Linked DNA regions of Mus musculus: region 1 is linked to region 2. A link is a contact called in public HiChIP or PLAC-seq data. All regions are on one chromosome and are shown on one strand. Each heading gives the region's core, a stretch centred on a gene start, on an enhancer-like site or on the middle of the called end of the contact. The rest is flanking DNA. Distances are from core to core; before and after follow the strand shown. Region 1 has its middle 110 kb from the start of Gm34523. Region 2 overlaps 3110039M20Rik (RIKEN cDNA 3110039M20 gene).

Region 1 (2,700 bases), core at 15-2,514, 930 kb after region 2:
GAGATAAACAAGGGAGATATAAACAAGGGAGATATAAACAAGAAGAAACAGGACTGAATAAACGTTTGCAGAAGGGTCCTGTTGCAGCGTCGTTCTTCCTGGCCAGTTGGGCGCGCGCAAAAATGAAGTACTGATCCAGTCAGCAACATAGATGTTCTTCAAAGGCATTATTTTAAGAGGACAAAGAGGACGAGGAAGGGCTTTAGAGTGACCGAGGCTTTTATGCGTGGTGTTGAACTGCACATTTTACAATTTACAGACATGTACAGCAGACTTTTTGGTACCTTAGCTTAAAGATTGTAACAGATGTGTATTAATAGCTTACTTCATTTTCTCATCAAGATAAAACACTTAGAAACAAGCTATTTAGTGTATCAATTTCCTTAGCCAAGAGATCTAAGAAACTATTTGTATAGCAGTCTCCATAAGATTAATGAGAGAATGGTTGTGAAATGTTTTGAATGCCTTAAAGGGAAGCTGCTATGTGAATATAAAGCATTGTTATTAATTAGGCAGCTATTTTTTGCTTTTGCTATGAAGTTTATGATTGTCTTCATTTTTCATTTTATTTTTAATGAATTGTAACAATAAAATGTGGTAGCCAAGTTATAAAATGAAACAATGTGCTAATGAGGCTAAAATTTGTAATTAGGATTTGAAATATTGGTCTGTCGAAAGATAATTATTCTAATGATTGTTTCTGTGTGTACACAAGCTACAATCTTATGAAGTCCATGTAGCTTACTTTGCAGTTTTTCTGTGGAGCACAGTTCCAGACTGTATGTCCTCTGAGATGTTCCTAGCTTAGTTGTAAGTCTGAAGGGAAAGACCCAGATAGGAGGGAGAAATTCATGCTGATCATAAAAGAATACACTTTTTGAAGTATTGAAGTATTGAAGGTATCTCCAGCTAAATATAGACCCTGACCTTCTTAGAAGACATTTTATCTCTCTGTGAACATTAACTTAAAGGTAGTTTTCAATTCTTGAATCCAATCAAAAATTTAATTTTTTTCCTTTACCAAATACAAAATAAATGATTAGAATATTCCCATTGTAAAATAACTGCCACTACTCATTTTATGGCAGAGTGTGACATTGTCCTGGTCTTTGAAGTCATAGATAATCAAGCTCAATATAGCCCAGACTACGTGAGTTTCTCTATCTATCCACTGATGTGACTTCCTCGGGACCTTTTACTCTGTTCACATCAAGTTCATTCTTCTTTCTATATTATTATGCAAATGTGTCCTCCTATGCCTCTGATTCAACACGAAGTGGGACAAAACTCCTGGAAAGCATCCAGAGGGCCTTTCACGCATGGGAGACACTCAGTGGTAACTCAGGAGTCAGCTGACAATGCAAGACATTTTCTAGTGTGAGAACAAAATTAAGAGGAGAAAATCCATTTGAATTTCTTTGAAAACTGAGGTCATTTAGACTACATTTCTTAAGTGAAATTCAAACTAATTTTTCAGAACAAACCAGTCTCCATAACTCCAAAAGAATATTTTCAAAAACAACATGAGATACAATGGTTCTTTTATTTCTTGAATGCTGTGTGTGTCTTGCTCCAACATATTATTTAATCAGTAGGGCTGGCTCTTCATAGTCATTTAAAGAAATTACCTATAACTAACCTCCTGGATATAACGCAGGACACAAAAGAGAACCACAGAAGAGTACATTTTTTTCTTTTTTTGTTATTTCTCAACAGCATTATTTCTGAGAATTAGAAAATGTAGACAGTTGACCACATGATCCAGCTATCTTGCCTTTTTCAAATGTTGAGATGAATAAAACCATCATATCCTGTGGCAGAGAGATGGATCAAGCAGTTAAAAGCATGTATGCTGCTCTTGAAGAGGATCAGAGTTTGGCTCCTACCATTAAAGTTTGGTGGCTAAAAACTACCTGTAACGCCAGCTCTGGTAGACCAGATATCCTCTCCTGAACTCCACAATAGGAAGAAGTTATGGCAGTCAACTTCTCTAGTTGTTTATGCTCACTAAGCTATGTGAGAGTAATATTGTTTATAGGAATTTACCTAAGTTCATTCAGTAAAGCTTGATGTTAGAAAACCTGTGACTGTGAGTCTCAAAGTTCATTTCCTTCCTGGTACTCCATAAAAGTAGACAGAGGAATCGCATTGGAGGAGTAAAGATTTAGAGGAATATGGGTCTTTTCAACTTCTGTGTACCAGTACATTGAAGGTCATGAAAAATACTTGTTGAATGACTAACAATAAATGCCACTCTTGAAAGCTTCATTAATTCCCTGGGCCACTAGACTGTGAGAGTTTTATATGAATTATTCCGTTTAATCTTTTGTAACCCATGTAGGATTATAGGACTTCCATGGATACCAGGGCTTTTTCTATATCATTTGCGGTTTTCACTTCCACTCTAAGAGAAATCCATCAGTTTTATACTGGAAAGCATTGAAAGTTTTGAGAGAAGATAGTTGCTGATGATCCAAAATTGAGAATTTTATTCTATGAGTTGTAAACGTAGAAATTAAAGGAAAGAAACATAAAAAAGTGTTGTAGAAAATTAAGATACCTGAGGGTCTGAAGAGATGTTTGAGTGGGTAACTGTACAAGTATGCAGACTCCTGTTTGAGTATCCAGCACCCACACAAAGCCTGGGTAAGTATTGCCTGCATGTGTAACCCCAGAACTGGTGGCAGAGATTAGCACAAC
Region 2 (2,700 bases), core at 3-2,502:
TTTCAAATGTTGCTAACGGTTTTTCCCAACAAAGAATTTTTTCAAGGAGGGTGCAACCAGATCTGTTGTAACTGGCAAAACAAAACATGAAGGTTATGCTGTGGGGATTTAGTGGCTCCATTGGCTGAATATTTGCGAGGCACAGCATTGCTCTGAGTAAGGTTGTGCAATTCTCTTTTATTCTTGAGGACAGGCAGATGCTCAGAGGTGTCTATGTGCAAAGGTCTTGGTTACTGCTAACTTGAAAGATTTTTCAGGACGCAAGAGGATAAAAAAAATGCATGTTTATTGTCTTTTAAAACACACTTTCCATTAGGCTGTGGCTTCCAGCCCTGGCTTCACAGCCGGCAGCTAGCTTTCAGGAAAATGGGGCTCTGGTGTAGTAGCGCAGTTAATGAGGAAAGGATGGCTAGGAAACCCCAACTTATAACCCCATCAAGGGAATTCTCATTGGCAGACACACTAGGAAATGGTACCTCAAAAAGGGTCGTGGGAAGATGGTAATTTTCTTTAGGTGAGTTTTGGAAAGATGCTAAGTGAAATACTGTTTAGGCGATGGGATTAATCGCGCAGCTTACATCGAATGTGCCGGAAATCATGCTCTGTGCAAATGAAAATGAAGGAGTTTTATGCATATTCTAATTTTCCCTCTTTGGCTGCTATTTTGGAGGAAAAGGCTTCTTTTGCTGATGGTGGGACTTTTTTGTTCTGCACAGGAAATGTGTAAATGAACACATTTTTCCCCCTGTTTTTCCTTTCCATTTCCCTCCTCCACTCTCCCCCTCCCTTTGTCAATAACCACATGTAGTTAGGATACTGAGTTCAGATTCTGAGCCCTGACTGCTTTCCCTTTCCAGGTAAGCAGGCAACAGACCCATTGGCAGACCCCTGGGGTCATTAGGCTTGGCCTTTGGGAATGGAAGTGAAGTTTCTATAATACTGAGGTGGAGGATTTGTAGTAGCAACTTCGTCTGGAATCTCTTCTCACTTTAGATCCTACCGGAGCTTATAAACAATGTGGTGGAAGTGCCCTGACTATTAAGACTAGTAAGGGGAGTGATTTTTAATTATACCGTGACAAGCAAGCGACTTTCTACTTCCATTTTCATAAGCCAATCATCTACTGGGGCTTAGTTAATAGGGGCTCTTGGCGATCCTCTGGCGGACTTTGTGCGAACTCCTGAACCGAGCTAGTGAAGGGTGTGTGGAGACTGAGGGCGGGAGAGAGAGGGTTGCTGAAAGGAAAGGGGTTGCTCCCTCCATCCCCTCCTGCGCTGGGCAGGCTTTTCAAAACTAATTCAGGGTAGGGCGGGGCGAGGGAAGACGCCAACAGACTTGAGTTTCTCCCTTTTCAGTCTCTGGATAAACAAAACCTCGGGAACAATCTTCTTCCCAGTTTAGACTGAAAAGCGTGGCGCGACTCGAGCCCGCGCGCTCTTGCGCTCTACCGCGCCTCGGGAAGCAGGGCGCCGGGCTCCACGGTCCGGCCGGGCCTCCGCGCTCTCCTCGCGGCCCTTGGGGAGCCTCCCGGCCCGGCCTGTTGGCGCTGGACGGTCCCTGGACCCAAGGACCCTCGCGGCGGAACCCAGCCATCCTCCAGCCCTGGCTCCCCGAGCTCGGACGCAGCTCGCTAAGGCGCCTGGCGCTGTCTGCCAAGTGCCGGGAGACCCTCCGGCCGCGTGCCCGGGGCTCCGCAAGGAGGAACCGCTGGGAAAGGCCGGAGCGGGCGCCCGGAGAAGGCCTGCGGCGACGCCGCCGGGGCCTGGAACCCTCCGGCGGCGGGCTTCTCGGTCGTCTAGCGGCACCGCCCCTCCTCCGCAGGTCCTCACCGGACCTTCGGCCAGCCCGGTCCCCGGCCTGGGGGGTTCGCTCCTCTCTCTCTCTTCTCACAACAGTCACGTGGCTGAAGGGTGGTTTGGGCACCGGGAGGCTCCTTCCTCCTGGCTGGTGGTGATGTCTTAAACTTTTCCTCTCCAGTTGTTTATATATAGTTTCGGCTTTCTTTAAATGCCTTCACTTCCTAAGTGAGCAGAAGGGAGCTCAAGGCTGAAAGAAAAGGCCCAACGAGAAGGAAATCACTTCTGACTTTTCAGACCTTTTCACTTGCCCCTTTCTCCACCGCGGGCCCAGGATTCACACCAGCAGCTGAGGTTTAGACCTCTTCCTTCATTGGGGCCTAGACCAGTGTCTGCACTTAAGCCTTCCCAGTAAATGGCTGGGTAAGGGATGGCTTCCTTAGACAGGATGCCCTCACTTTGAGGGTGCAGTTTTTTTTTTTCCTTACTCAGCTGAAAGGCAGATAAACACATATGTGTTATCTTGGTGTTATTTATGAAGCTATGCCCCCAAGGGGAGCGGCTAAAGTTTTGGAAATATTTTTCTTGGTTATATATATATATATATATATATATATATATATGCTTTGAATTTTAGGATGATGAAGTTAATCTTAAGGCATTTCCTTTACATTTTGCTGTCTTTTGAAAACAAATTTACTTCTTTAATAAGAGGTGAAGAATACCTTGCAAAAGGAAGTTAATCTCTCATAGAAACGACAAGATTTCTTACCTTCTCCTGCTGCTCTATTACAATTGGACACTTTTTAAACTGACTCACTTTCTTTGTTGTGTCTTTTGCATCATTTAATGATTCTTGTTCTTTAGAATAACACTTATCTTTTGAATATCATAAACATATTTT

Evidence for each region. HiChIP or PLAC-seq counts read pairs in DNA pulled down with a chosen protein or histone mark.
Region 1: an H3K4me3 HiChIP or PLAC-seq map of stem cell-derived neural progenitor cells shows a contact between it and region 2, with 7 times the contacts expected there. The contact joins two enhancer-like sites. A contact is called at or near these places in 4 of 39 promoter capture datasets (the HPC-7 cell line, cranial neural crest, embryonic stem cells and 1 more) and 7 of 115 datasets of contacts at active chromatin or transcription factors (embryonic basal ganglia, embryonic forebrain, embryonic hindbrain and 4 more).

The regions. Positions count from the first base shown.
Region 1 is chr12:50,332,132-50,334,831 of GRCm38.p6, forward strand. No RefSeq gene overlaps it. Among named protein-coding and RNA genes, the nearest start is that of Gm34523, 110 kb to the left of the region's middle. Within about 2 kb of position 1,265, at least 8 of the 459 cell types and tissues checked have an H3K27ac peak or open chromatin away from gene starts, as enhancers often do. A contact at or near this core is called in stem cell-derived neural progenitor cells, where this site is marked.
Region 2 is chr12:49,399,884-49,402,583 of GRCm38.p6, forward strand. The region is part of intron 2 of 3110039M20Rik (RIKEN cDNA 3110039M20 gene); the gene reads left to right. Among named protein-coding and RNA genes, the nearest start is that of 3110039M20Rik, 12 kb to the left of the region's middle. Within about 2 kb of position 1,253, at least 122 of the 459 cell types and tissues checked have an H3K27ac peak or open chromatin away from gene starts, as enhancers often do. A contact at or near this core is called in stem cell-derived neural progenitor cells, where this site is marked.